Linked DNA regions of Mus musculus: region 2 is linked to region 1. A link is a contact called in public Micro-C data. All regions are on one chromosome and are shown on one strand. The core of a region is the stretch at or near the end of the contact, and the rest is flanking DNA. Distances in the headings are between cores, read along the strand shown.

Region 1 (7,237 bases), core at 4,338-6,837:
ACTGCAATTACAGATGGTTGTGAGCTGCTATGTGGTTGCTGGGAACTGGGGTCCTCTCAAAGAGCAGCCAGCGCTCCTAACCACTCTCTGATCCATTTTTCCAGCCCATAAAATAAATCTTTTAAAACAAAACAAAGAGCCTGCCTTCTGAGATATACCCCAAGTCTCAGAATGGTCAGAAGTCTTCAAGGCAAGGTAAACAAACCACAAAGACCCTAAGTGACTCCACAGCCTGGACACACCCACACCGGCATGTTTATCAACTAACAATCGCCATGTACTTAAAGATGCACTCCCAAGCCTCAGAGAGCTGACACTACGGGGTACACATGTCTCAATAGTTCAGGGAACATCCATGAAGAAGAGCTCAGAGACCAAACTGGGGCTATGACACTTGCTGGGACATGTGGGATCTTAGGTCTAATACACGAAAGTGCAGGAAAAAGAGCTTTAAAGAACATGTACCTAGGGCAGTCTTTCATGACTAAATGTTCAAGTGCTGTGAGAATGCCCTCAACACAGATAAAAGACATCACATTTTATTGTCCTCTCACCAGTGAATACATCGGACATTTAACATCATCCAACATCCCTAAGATTAGTTTAGGAAATTCACGTTTTGGGATCCACATCAACAGAGGGATGTCCAAGTTGTTTAGCCTTATTTTGGGGAGGTGGCATTTTTTTCCTTTTATTTTTCATTTATTTATTTTTGATTATTTTTTCAAGACAGGATTTCTCTATGTAGCTCCAGCTGTTCTGGAACTTACTCTGTAGACCAGGCTGGCCTTGAACTCACAGGGATCCGCCTGCAGAGATCAGAAGCAGCAAAGATATACACCCTGTACATATATATGCACAACTTAATCAGGGACCACACTGCCCTAATGTATGGACCCAGACACAGACTTAAAGAGATCACAGACCTCTCACACCCTCATTTATCTGCAGATGGATCCAAGAATTTACATAATTTGATTTACTCATACCCTGAGATATATACCAAGAAAGAAGTTATAGGTTTCACAGCTTGACCATGTATCAAGAACCTCAGAGGCTGCAGGCACTTCAGAGTCCTAATACTAGTTCATATCCTGGCATCAGACTGGTGAGGGAGCTCAAGTCCTAGAATATGTGACCACAAACAGATTGGAGGTCTGCCCATAGACCCACAAAGAAACCAGACTTCCAAATCAAGGCCCTGAGAAATAGATCAAAAGTCCACATCCATGGATTCATGTTACAAAAAATACAAAGCTGTATAGCACCTGAATCACCCACAAATGCAACAGGTCTCCTGTAATGTACCACCTTAGTCAAGTCAGAGACCTCCCCTACCAGGAAAACGCCAGAGATAGATCCTAGATCTGACATGTTGTAATCTAGATCCATGAACAAATCAAGAAGCTCATGCACTGAGTCACCAGAAAACAGGAGAGGCCTCAACAGAAACCATTTCCCTGCAGCAGGGCAGTTGTGGTACACAAAGACCTTTAATCCCAATCCTCCAGAGGTAGAGGCACGCGAATCTCTGTGATTTGTGAGTTCGAGGCCAGCCTGGTTTACAAAGTGAGTTCCAGGACAGCCAGGGCTACACAGAGAAACCCTGTCTGGAAAAAAATCAAAAATGAATAAATAATAAAAGGAATAAAATGCCTCCCTTAAATGAGACTAAACAATTTGGATATAATCCCCCCAAATTAAAATAGCTCATTTACTATAATATTACCCTCACACACATAACTCAGCTTAGAAGCTTTTCATACTGTGATATGTGCATACCAATTGTTTAGAGATCACAAATTCTAGGGTACCCATAAAACATTCAAAACCCTCTCAGTCTCACCCACACCCATGCGCAGAGAGTGTAGCTTCACCACTGGAAACACAGTGTGTAGCTGAGCTCACAGTGTCTGTAGATCTATACTACCAGTCATGTAGACACATTGAAACCCAGAACAGCGTGTTCATTTCCTACTTCTGCAATAAGAAGCCACACACAATCTTAGAGCCACACAAGCAGATACTTTGCAAGCTAGGGCAATTGATTAAACAAAGGATACCTTACCCCTTGATAAATGAACGCACTGTCTTGTTCTATTTCGTTTTTGTAACAAAATGTTGGAGGCAGGGTACTTTATACAGAAAACAGGTCTTTTCAGCTCACAATTCTGATGGCCGGAGGTTATGAACAGTATGGGACACTGGCATACTGGTGGAGGCACCTGGCTGACAAAATGCAGCAGCAGCAGCAAAAAGTAGAGAGGGAACTGGCTGTGTGCCTGTGTCCAGAAAGTGCGAAGACATGAAGTAGTCTTGTGTTTGTTTTTGTTTTGTTTGTTTTCGAGACAGAGTTTCTTTGTATAGTCCTGGCTGTCTTGGAACTCACTTTGTAGACCAGGCTGGCCTGGAACTCAGAAATCCACCTGCCTCTGCCTCCCAAGTGCTGGGATTAAAGGCATGCACCACCACCACCCGGCTGTAGTCTTGTTTTATAATAGCCTGCTTCCAGCCTGGTTTTGGGTTCTATCTGTAGAGCAGCAAAAGGAGAAAAAAAGGCAAAGAAGAAAAAAAAAAACCTCAAAATAACCGAGTCAGAGAAGAGAGATCTGACAAGAGAGCGTTCAGGACGGTGGAGCCCTGTGGGGTTCTCTACAAGAACAGAATGAATATGCATTCAAATGGGACTCATTGGGCTGTTCTGGAGGCAGGGACAGGAAGATCTCTGTAGGTTCCAGACTAGTCTAGTCTACATAGCGCACTGGAGGAAGGACAGCCAGGAATACATAGAGAAACCCTGTCCAAGAAAGAAAACGAAACAAAATTAGATTGGCTTATGACTTGGTTTGATGATGGCTGTATCACTCCAGAGAGACAGAATCTAGCAGCTGCTCAGTCCACGAGGCTGCCATATCTCAGTAGTCCCAGTTTGGCACTGAAGGCCTGGAAGATTCTGGAAGAGCTGCTAGTCTTCGGTCTGTACGGGAAACTTGAAAAGGTTGGTTCGACCTAACTAAGGCTGGTTCGACCTAACTATCAGCAAAGTCAACAGCAGGGGCAGAGGTGGAGATAGATATGCCCACAAGAGTGAAGATCAAGGGGCAAAACCAAAAAGCTTGCCTCCCTCCCTCCCTCCTCAGTCATTTAACTGCTACAAGACCGTGCTGCTGGTGTGTGTATGTGTATGTGTGTGTGTGTGTGTGTGTGTGTGTGTGTGTGTGTGTAGTGGGAGGGAGAATGCATGTATATGCATGCTAAGACAAGACAATCTCTTCTAAAATACAGATTCATTCTGTTGGTTCAATTCCCTAGAGAAGCCCTGAAACATCAGGTTTCAGTACCAGAAGTTCTGGAGAAACAGAATCCTGAAGATGAATTTCTCTAGTGGGTGCTGTGGTATCTAGAGCTCTTTCTCCAACTCAAGGAACCTTCCCTGCAGAACATGGAGAGGGCGAGGCTATGCAAAGTAAATCCTTTGATATTCCTGATAGACCTCCTCAGAGCAAAGACTTCCTAGGAAGGCAAAGACAATATTGATGCTGGTGTCTCTGGATAAAATACAGAGGAAAACAATGAGCTCACTGATAAAAGTAGCCAACTCAAGATGCACAGAAACAATCAGAAAGTGAGTCCTGGAAGAAAAAATCTCTCCAGCTGCCACAGAGCCCAAGTTGCTGAAAAACAGACCCAAGCAGAGGATGTATATGGCCTTTCCTCTCCACTGCACCCCCCGCCCCAATGGAGCCAGGAGTGACTTTCCTTGAAGGAGACAATCAGGCAGATGTCTCTATGTTTTGTTCACCACTGCCTCTAGACCTGTAACAAGGGCCTAGATGTGAGAAAGTGAGGTCCTCAGGGAGGTGGAGGACACCAAGAAAGAACTTAAGAGATTTGCTAATTTCATTCAAGCAGCGGTCTGAGCATAGGTAATGGTGGACAGAACATGAACCTGGATCAGGCTGAGTTTATCAGTATGGGCCCTCTATGCAGAGATTCTAGGTTTAATATCGAAGCTCAGTATTAAAAGGTGCCAAGAGTTGATTTGATTGGTTGGCCCAGAGATGATAGCCTACTGAGGAGGAACTGGAGGAGCTTGGTATCTTTTGACTAAGTGTTGAGAAAAGGATTCTAAGGCTCAAATAAATTGAAGTGTTGGAAGTGGCTTTGTTGTTTAAAACCTAGTCCTCTACGGGTGTGGAGGCTTAATCTCAGCACTCAGGAGGTGGAACTCTGCGAGCCCAAGGCCAGCCTAGTCTACAAAGCCAGTCTTCCAGGAAAGCCAGGGTAGTTATACAGAGAAACCCTGTCTTAAAAACAAACAAATAAAACCAAAGAACTCTAGTCCTCCACAAGGCAGAGCTCTGAAGACATACTCTTCTTAATACCATCAAAGGTTTGTTTTTCTAGTTAGACCCCAAGAATAGCAGGGGCCAAAGGGACAGCACTAGTCACCAAAGGCAAGGTACAAGGAAAGGACTGTTTTCTTTTGTTTTTTTAAGATTTATTTTAAGCTGGCGATGGTGGCGCATGCCTTTAGACGAGGCCAGCCTGGTCTACAGAGTGAGTTCCAGGACAGCCAGGGCTATACAGAGAAACCCTGTCTCGAGAAACCAAAAAAAAAAAAAAAAAAGATTTTATTTTATATAGATATAGAACTACACTGTGGCTGTCTTCAGACACACCAGAAGAGGGCATCAGATCCCATTACAGATGGTTGTGAGCCACCATGTGGTTGCTGGGAATTAAACTCAGGACCTCTGGAAGAGCAATCAGTGCTCTTAACCTCTAAGCCTTCTCTCCAGCCTCCACATTTATAAACTTTTATAAAGGAGCTTTTATAAAGGAAAAGATTGGGGCTGACTTACAGTTTCAAGAGTTTAGTCCATATGGCAGGAAGCATGGTGGCCGGCGTTTGGCAGATGTGGTACTAGAGGAGCTGAGGGGAGAGTTCTACAACCTTATCAAAGTTTGAGCACTTGCTGGGCGTGGTGGCGCACACCTTTAATCCCAGCACTTGAGAGGCAGAGGCAGGTGGATTTCTGAGTTCGAGGCCAGCCTGGTCTACAGAGTGAGTTCCAGGACAGCCAGGGCTACACAGAGAAACCCTGTCTCGAAAAAAACAAAACAAAACAAAACAAAAACAAAAACAAAAACAAACAAACAAACAAAAAAAAGCATTTGAGACCTCAAAACTTGCCCCTACAGCAACATCTTCACCCAAGATGCCACACCTATATTGGGTGGTGGTTTGTGCACTGTGTATTCAGATGCTGATTGCTGTGCACAGAGCTCCCCGGGCAGTCCAGAGATGAGCATTGTCATGCTATTTGGAGCATCTCCAGTCTCAGGAATGTGTAAAGATTCTTTTCCACAGCTCGTATTGATTAATAAAGAGGTGATTTTGCTTATAGCTGGGCAGGACATCCCATCCCAGTCTGGGGGTCCCAAGCCAAAAGAGGGGGGAAGGAAGAGAAAGGAGAGAGGAAGAAGAGAAAGAGGGACAAGTTGAACTCACCTTGAGGTGCAATGAGAGAGCAGCCATGAGGACACAGGGAATAGAGCAAGGTGGGGAAAGCCTCCGATGTGGGTAAAGGGCCATGTGGCTGGGAAGTAGGCAGCCTCAGAGGATTAGAATAGAGGAGAATCTGCCCAGCAGAGTGCCTACAGCTTGTTAATAAATTTATTACGTTCCTGTGTCATTTATTCAGGAGCTAAAATGGGCTAGAGCACGTGCACTAAAACCCCATCCTTACTCCAGAGCAAAAGTGGGGAAGACAAGCCCCCAGAATTACTATGCTACACACCTACTCTAACAAAACCACACCTCTTAGTAGTGCCACTCCCTATGGGCACATGGGGGCCATTTTTATTCAAATTGCCACAGAGATGAACCCCAGAGCCTAGACTCCCTAGTCCCCCCCAAATTTAACAAACTTCAAGTAGTATGGTATACCACATTATCATGAAACAAAACCCCACAACATTACAGTCCCCACATCTTGATAAAAAACACAGAATGATTAAAGCAACTTAAAATTTTGGGATATATACTCATAAGGAGCTAAGAGTACCCCAGTTCTAGGATACTGTCTATCTTAGTTGGAATTACTATTACTCTGATGAAACACCATGACCAAAAGCAACTTTGGGAGGAAAGGGTTTGACTTACACTTCCACATCACTGCTCATCATTGAAGGAAGTCAGGACAGGAACTCAAACTGGGCAAGAGCTGATGTAGAAGCCATGGAGAGGTGCTGCTTACTAGCTTGCTCCTTACTGCTTACTGTTGCTCAGACTGCTTTCTTATAAACCCAGGACCAGTAGCCGAAGAATGTCCCCACTAACAGTGAGCCCTCCCTCATTAATCATTAATTAATTTCTTAATTAAGAAAATGTCCTATCGCCGGTGGTGGTGGTGGTGGCGCACGCCTTTGATCCCAGCACTTGGGAGGCAGAGGCAGGCGGATTTCTGAGTTCAAGGCCAGCCTGGTCTACAAAGTGAGTTCCAGGACAGCCAGGGCTACACAGAGAAACCCTGTCTCAAAAAACCAAAAAAAAAAAAAAAAAGAAAGAAAGAAAGAAAAGAAAAAAGAAAATGCCCTATCAATTTACTTACACTCTGATCTTCTAGAGGCATTTTCTCAAATCTGTAACTTCAACCCTTATTTTTTTAAAGACATATTTATTTATTATATATACAATGTTCTGTATGCATGTATGCTTGCACACTAGAAGAGGGTAATAGATCTCACTATAAATGGTCGTGAGCCACCATGTGATTGCTGGGAATTGAACTCAAGTCAGTGTTCTTAACTGCTGAGCCATCTCTCCAGCCCTCAACCCTTATTTTTAATGATGGTTCTCAGACACTTTAACCTCCCTTGTAGTCCACCACCAACCAGAGGTAATGGGAAAGAAAGGATATGGGGAAAGTGGACCTGTTTAGAAATGGCTCTTTGGAGCAACTTCCATCTGTGTTGTCGGAAAATCAGTAGTTCAGTTCCCAGGTTAGCAGCAGCAGCAGCAGCGTGATCCACTCGCAAACACTTCACAGATACACCAGCAGTCCAGTACGGTAGAGTCGGTACAGCAAACAGGAATCAGCAGCGGGTGGCACTAGCTAGCAGAGCCAGCCAGGCCTCAGCCTCGGCACAAGTCAGCAAGAGGGATCTGGAGGAACGCTGGGAGTTCTTAGCTGTACCTCTCTCAGAGAAGTGAAGAGCAGCAAAGACAAGA
Region 2 (7,308 bases), core at 3,064-5,563, 94 kb before region 1:
TAAAGGCACTTGCTGCCAAGCCTGAGAACCGGAGTTCTGTCCCCAAGACCCACATGGTCCAAGAGAACAGACTTGCTGAAAGTTGTCCTCTGATGTCAACATGTGCATCTCACACATACACACAAGAGGTTACAAAGGATACAAAGGATTCATACAGTCTGCAAAGAAAGGGATGGCTGCCAAACACATTTAAGCTGGTGAGTTTATATATGTATGTAGTGTGTGTGTGTAATATCATTTCTGTCTTAATTTGTGCTTTCTATTGCTACTGATAAAGACCATGGCCAAAAGCAATTTGGGGAGGAAAGGGTTTAGTTCACCTTCTACCTTTCATCATGAAGGAAAGTCAGAGCAGGAACCTGAAGGCAGAAGCAGAGCGTCCATGGAGGAAGATGCTGTACCAGTCAGAGTTCTTGAGTAACAAAACTTGTAGAATGAATGAATATGAATATATATATATGGAGAAGGGGATATTAGAATGATTTACAGGCTGCAGTCCAGCTAATCCAATAGCTGGACAATGGCTGCAAACAGAAAGTTCAAGAATTCAGTAGTTGTCTTAGCCAGTTAGTATTTGGTATGTTCTGGAATCCTGAAGAAGTATGCTCTAATGTGAAGGAATGGACTTGCTAGCAAGGTGAGAGCAAGCAAGCTAAGAATCTCCTTCCTTGTCCTTATACAGGCTTCCAGCACACGGCATGGCCGGATTATTAGGATGTCTTCTCACCTTAAGACCCAGGTTAAAGCCATGTGTCTTCTGGCCTCAACATCTAGATTAGAAGTGGATCTTTCTACTTCACATTAGGAAAAAAAAAATCCCCACTGGTGTGCCCGCTATTTTTGGATTTTAGTTAATTCCAGATGTGGTCAAGTTGTCAACCAAGAATAACCATCGCAGCAGCTGCTTGTTTAGCCTGCTTTCTTCTATAACCTAGGACCTTCTGCCCAGGGATGGCACTGGCCACAGTAGGCTGTGTCTTCCTACATCAATCATTTTTTTTTTCAAGAAAATGCCCCCACAGGCTTGCCTACAGGTCAATCTAAGCGAAACATTTTCTCACGTGGGGTTCCCTTTGCCCAGATGCCCCGCTTGTGTCATGTTGACAAAAGAACAGCTAACACGGTGTCTATCTAATCTTCCAACATAAGTGAGAAAAACACCTTTTATATTAGCAGTTACAAAATTACATACTGTTAGGGCACAAAAAAGGCCTTGGTAAACTCAGGAGTATCAATATTAAAGGCTGTGGGTGTAGCTAAGCATTTGTCTAGCTGGGTATGGTAGCACATATCTTTAATCTTAACACTTGGTAAAGGCAGGCAGATCTCTGTAAGTTAGAGGCCAGCCTAGTCTATATAGCAAATTCCTAGCCAGCCAGGCTATATAGTAAGACACTTATCTACAAAAACAGACAAACAAACAAAACCAAAATTAGTCGATAGTTATCTTTAGTCTCACCTCTCCAGAAGCTGAAGCAGGATGACTTGAGCCCAGGAGTTTGAGCCCTCTTAGGGGACTTAGCAATATCCCATTTTCAAATAAATAGATAAAGTTAGTCACAGTGATGCACATCTGTAGTGCTAGGTAGGAGGATTGAGAGTGTGAAGCTATCCTGGGCTATGCGGTGAGGTCCAGGCCAACCTAGAATACATACAGACCCTGTCTACATAGAGACCCTGTCTCCCTCCCTTCCCTACACTTGCTCTGTGTGTGTGTGTGTGTGTGTGTGTGTGTGTGTGTGTGTGTGTGATGTAAATAAAGATATTTCATGCTCTTTGCTGGGAAGATGTATTAGGTATCTATTGATATCAAATTAGCACAAAGCTTAATGAGTATATCAGGCATGCTGCTGCATGCATTAAGTTCGAGCCTGTGTGAGGCTCAAGGGGCAAGGGAACTAAGCACCAATTCACAAATTGAGTTACACAGTCTCAAGACAAAACAAACATCTGTGGTTTTAGACGGTCGGGGTTCTGGGATTGGCCTAGCTAGGTGACTCTGATTCATAGCATTCATATACCATCCATCCAGGTGTCAGCCTACACAGTAGTGTAGGTGTGGATCCACTTCTAGGAAGGCCTGTTCCTGTACCTCTTGGCAGTATATCACAGTTCCGTGTCACTTTAGTCCCCTCTTTAGGACTGCTCTTGATAAACCAGCAAACATGTCACAGAAAGCTCAGCCTGCATGAGAGAACAGAAAACCAAAGTGCCTTTCAGCGACCCAGTCACGACACACTCTGACTTGTGCTTCAATTATTTTGCACATTATAATTGCTCCCCTAAGTCCAGTCCATACTCAAGGGGCAAGAGAACTAGGCTCCAATTCTTTTGTCTGGCGTTTTTCTTGGGAGTTTGGCAGATGGGTGTAACTAATTAGGTAGCCCAGGCTGGCCTTAAATGCAAGAACCTACTGCTCCAGGCTCCCCAAGTGCTAGGATTTCTGGTCTAAGTTATCATACCCAACTAAAGTGCCAGATCTTAATGGGAACAGTATCAGTGTGCACATACCTTAAACCCTCACGTAATATGACGTTATTCTCAACTCTACATTAAATGCAATTTCAAAAATCATCCAATTTTTGTTTGCTTATTTGAATACGGGGTCTCACCATAGGCTAGCTAAAGTTAGCCTGGAACTTGTTAAAGCTCCAATTCACAACCCTGCCTCAGTTTTCTGATAGATGGTGATGAGGCATCTGGTTCAATGGCACAGTAAAAGCAGACACAGCTCTCTCTCTTTGTTGGGATATAAGCCAAGGGACTTGCACATACTAGGAAGGCACTCTGCCACTGAGCTGAACCCTATAGAAGGACTGAGGACCTTAAACTAAAAGCAAAAGTATACAGCTAACGTAATAAGCTGCAGAAGAGTATCTTTGGGACCTGGGCAGGGAGGATTTCTTTAAAAGTACAGACACGCTGGTTGTGGTGATGATCCCAGCACTGAAGAGGCTGAGGCAAAAGTTTTATGAGTTCCAGGGTGACCTGAGCATACAGTGAGGGACAGACCACAGGGTGAGAAATATTAGAACAACAAAAAGTATTCAACTAAAGATAACTACTTACAAATTTAATAAAAATCCATGAAAATCACTGAGAAATGTGGGAATAAGCTTACCAGGAATTACAGATGAATGGCATCCAAAGGGTAGCAAATCGATTTGTGGTGGGGTTGGTGGAGGAGTGGGAGGCAGGCCTTTACAATGTTGAACAAATTTATTCTAGGAGTCAACAATGTAGAGTTCCTGGAGGCAAACAAGTTATTAGGCACTGAAGGCTGGGAAAGATCACATCGTCAGGCAGTGGACTTAGACACTACTTGCTATGGATTTCATTATGTACTGCAAAAGTTCATCCTTTCGATCAAGACCCAGTATCCCGAATAGAGAGTAAAATTCGTTTAGTGGATTGAGATTTGCATCCTTTGAAGCTAGGCTACCTGGCTTGCTGAACGCATTATCAGGCGTAAAGAGACTGTCAGATAAGGATGCAAACTTAAGTCAGAGGATGACACCAAGGGAAGGAGTCCGCTAACACACAGCTATATGTTAGGAGGAGGGGCTAAGCATTCGGAAATGTAAGGTTTGACAGGAAGAACTCTGAAGGCCTCGGGGCCTTAAGGGATATGCAGTTAAAGGTCTAAAAAGAAAAGATTGGTTTCTGAGGACGGCAGTTCGCTGGCACCGACCTACTGTCAGTTAGGACTTCCTATGGAAAGGGAGAGATGACGTCAAAAACACTGAAAATGACGTCAGGGAGGAAAAGGCTCTATGGATCCAACCGTTTGAGATGGAAAGGGGGCCAGTCTCTCGGGCAGAAAGGAGATGCTTATAGGAGAACGCACTGAACTCATAAAGCTCCTCTCGATTCCCGGAAGCGGCGAGGCAAATTGCTGCCTCCGCCTTCCTCGTCCTCTTCCCAACCCCCCCCCCCCGCTGGCCTCAACCAATGAGCACGCACGCCAGGGCGCGCTGGGGGACGTTGTGTGACGTCTCGGCTACGCACGCTTTATCAGGCGTCTTCCCGCGCCGCAGTCTCTCTGTTCTCCCGGTTCCTTCGAGCTCGTCGTCTCTGCCGTCCTCTGACTTTTAATTTCCAGGTAAGCGCCTTCGCCTTGCTCAGCGCTCGTTCCCCACCTCACTTCCTTGCCCTCTATGGGCGAGGGACGAGGGCAGGAAGAGTTGTGGCCGCTGATATGTGGGCTTGAGCTTTGAGGAGGGTTAGTCCCAGGCTCGAAGGCAAAAATGTATTCATTGTGAGGCGGGCGTGCTGCATCGGAACGGGAGAAATGCCGGAAGGCACGGGCTCGGGCGGCGGCGGGGACCACGCGCCAACCTGTACCGGCTGTCCCTTCCCACGTGACCGCCGCCATCTTGTTCTGCGGGGAAAGAGGAAATGCAATGCTGCTGTAGGCCTGCGCGACCGTACAAAATGACGGGCGTGGCAGCCTGGGATGTTGTGGGCATGCGCGATAGGAGTCATCAAATGGCGGATGGGCTCACCCAGCCTTGCTGGTTCCCGCCTTTTCTGCTCCCGAGCCTCTTGCCATTTGAATTGTCTCTTTTAACCCATTTTCTGTCTTCGCTGTAATTCTCTGTATCCGGATATTGTACACCTCACTACCTGCCACATTGACTCCCCAATAATTCGTGCACTCCCTTTAGGACTTGCCTTCTGCCATGTCGTCTGAAGAAGGGAAACTCTTCGTAGGAGGGCTCAACTTCAACACCGATGAACAGGCACTTGAAGACCACTTCAGCAGCTTTGGGCCTATCTCTGAGGGTGAGCCATGGACCAGCCCCGGGGTTGAGGGTTGGTGGAGAAGAGCTAGTCTAGAACTAAAACCTGAAATTCTCTTTAACTTCCATGTCTGTACGGTAACGGTTAGGCTGAAATAAATTCAGTTGGATACAGGATTTTTTTTTTTTTAAACAGGAGCGGGGGGGTTGGCGGGGTCCTAATTCTCCCAAGTGCTATTTGATCTGTGGCTGTGCCTGGCTATTACTTTCTACTTAGATGTTAGGGTTCTAACATTTGTCTTTCTGCCCCTCCCCCAGTGGTTGTTGTCAAGGACCGGGAGACTCAAAGATCCCGGGGTTTTGGCTTCATCACCTTCACAAACCCAGAGCATGCCTCAGATGCGATGAGAGCTATGAATGGAGAGGTGAGGCCTCCTGCCTGCACAGGGGCCGTCTCCCTGTCTGCCACTTTCTTCGTTCTTTCTGTTTTCCCTCTATGTCTGCCAGGGGCAGCGTGGCCACTCACAGGAGCATGACTGCCTTCTGTTCTAGGGGGTGGAGGGCAGCGGCAGACAGAGCCGGGCTGCCTGGGAGGCGACGACTGGTCCTGCATGAGGCGGAGAAGCCACCTGTGGATGGTTGACCTGCTCTGGGCTTAGGTAGTAGAGTCTGCAGAGCTGTGGGCCTGGCAGAGGACCGGAGAGGACCTCGTGAGTCTGCTGGGATGGACTCTGAAGCCTCAGACCGAGAGAGGTGTCTAGCCCTAATAGTCGGGCAGCTTAGAGGAGTGGGGAGGATACGTCAGCCTGAGTTCAGTCAAGATGTAAGTAGTAGCAGGGGAGACCGGTGGATTCAGGTCTTTTTGTGGGATTCCATAGCTCCTGGTGAAGCCATTCTGGTCAGCGGAGCTTGGCTTGGACGAGGCACCCAGAATTTGGTGCCCAGCAGGAATTTCTGGGCTCTTGCCTACACCTACCTGCCTGTGCCCATTCTTCCCTCATCCCTACTGTGACTGACAATTCCTTGTGTCTGTCTCCTTCCCATACCTAGTCCCTGGATGGGCGCCAAATCCGAGTTGATCATGCAGGAAAGTCTGCCAGGGGATCCAGAGGGGGTGCCTTTGGTGGGCGTGGTCGCAGTTACTCTAGAGGTAAGTGCAGTCATGGTTTGATTATGAGATTAAGTAGCGCTATTTAATGTTAAGAGCCTATGTCTGAACAGCTACTATTTGAATATTTTTCTGTAGGTGGTGGAGACCAGGGATATGGAAGTGGAAGATATGACAGTCGTCCTGGAGGATATGGATATGGGTATGGGCGGTCTAGAGACTACAGTGGCAGGTGGGTATTGAGAGGTTGGGATAGTCAGGTACCAGTGTTTTTAAATCTAGTTTATGCTGAAAATGGGAATTTTACATAGTGCTCATATTTTATGTATCCTGTTTATTATACATTTTTTAAGAGTATTATGTGGCTTGGATATATCAAAGGTCAATTGCCCGTGCCCACCATGTACCAATCTCAAGAATACAGTCTCCATCACCTGAAAACTGACTAACATTTCTATTGTGAATCTGCTATTATGAAACATGACATGTATAGTTTTTAGTGTTTAATGTCTACAATGTAGAATACATTCTTGTAAAACAATATCGCTTTTTCCCAGAAGCCAGGGTGGCTATGACCGCTACTCAGGAGGAAATTACAGAGACAATTATGACAACTGAGATGGGGCATGCACACAAAATGTAGGTGAGACCTGAAGATTGGCATTGCGTCAACCTGTTATCATCAGACCCTCTTCTCCCTTTTGCTTTTCTTCTCGCCACACTGCCCTTTATCTCTGCTGCCTTGATGCCTAACCCAGCCACTTGGGTGCTCTTGCTGTTACATGCATGCCAGAGCTAGTTGAAGGGGGGGCGGAGGCGGGGCATGGTAGAAATAAAAGAGGTGGTATGCTGCATCTTTATCAACTCTGGGAGGTAAGCGTGTTATCAGTCTGTTTCTTCCTGACATCAAAATTCTACCTCTTACTATTCTCAGATACACAAGGAATAACACTTCTGATCCAGGATCGTCCTTGCAAATTGCTGTATTTATAAAGATTTTTGGAGCTGCGCTGAAACGTCTGTTTTAGTACATCAAGTTCTATTTTTGAATTGAGCTCCCAAGGTAGTTTGTTAAAGAACTTTTAGAAAGCTCCATGTGTTCTTTAAACATTTTTTCCCTTTTAAAAACAAATTTTAAGACATTTGTTACAGTCCCAATATTTTTCCTTTTATCAGAATTTTTGTTTAGGCACTCAGGATTATTGTTTCTGGCCAAAAGAAAAAAGTGGCCAGGCTAAATCAGTTTTTAAAGTTGATGTGTATTTAGGGACATTTTAAAACCTTGTAAACAATGTTTATCATGGCCAGAAAGTGATTTCTGAATGTACCTATGAACAATCCGAGTCAAGATCATGATTGCTTAGAGATGTTTTTTATTAAAGATCACCATCCTGATTATATAGAAGAGCTTCTTTAAAATGTTTGTGAATGTCATTTTTTAATACTGGAAGAAAAGTA

The links. Hi-C and Micro-C count contacts between places; a contact is called where the count stands out from the background.
Region 2: a Micro-C map of embryonic stem cells shows a contact between it and region 1, with 5 times the contacts expected there. The contact joins the promoter of Rbm3os here to the enhancer-like site in region 1. A contact is called at or near these places in 1 of 484 Hi-C or Micro-C datasets (embryonic stem cells), 3 of 115 datasets of contacts at active chromatin or transcription factors (double positive thymocytes and embryonic stem cells) and 3 of 9 other capture datasets (adipose tissue, liver and pancreatic islet).

The regions. Positions count from the first base shown.
Region 1 is chrX:8,049,286-8,056,522 of GRCm38.p6, reverse strand. No RefSeq gene overlaps it. Among named protein-coding and RNA genes, the nearest start is that of Suv39h1, 22 kb to the left of the region's middle. Within about 2 kb of position 5,587, at least 8 of the 459 cell types and tissues checked have an H3K27ac peak or open chromatin away from gene starts, as enhancers often do. A contact at or near this core is called in embryonic stem cells, where this site is marked.
Region 2 is chrX:8,142,432-8,149,739 of GRCm38.p6, reverse strand. Rbm3os (RNA binding motif protein 3, opposite strand) reads right to left here and starts at 4,313. Exons shown (of 3, transcript NR_033561.1): 1 at 4,009-4,313; 2 at 3,122-3,248; 3 at 1,776-2,184. Rbm3 (RNA binding motif (RNP1, RRM) protein 3) reads left to right here and starts at 3,860. Exons shown (of 7, transcript NM_001166410.2): 1 at 3,860-4,102; 2 at 4,668-4,785; 3 at 5,061-5,167; 4 at 5,793-5,892; 5 at 5,989-6,082; 6 at 6,411-6,489; 7 at 6,785-7,308. The coding sequence starts at 4,683. The coding sequence ends at 6,468.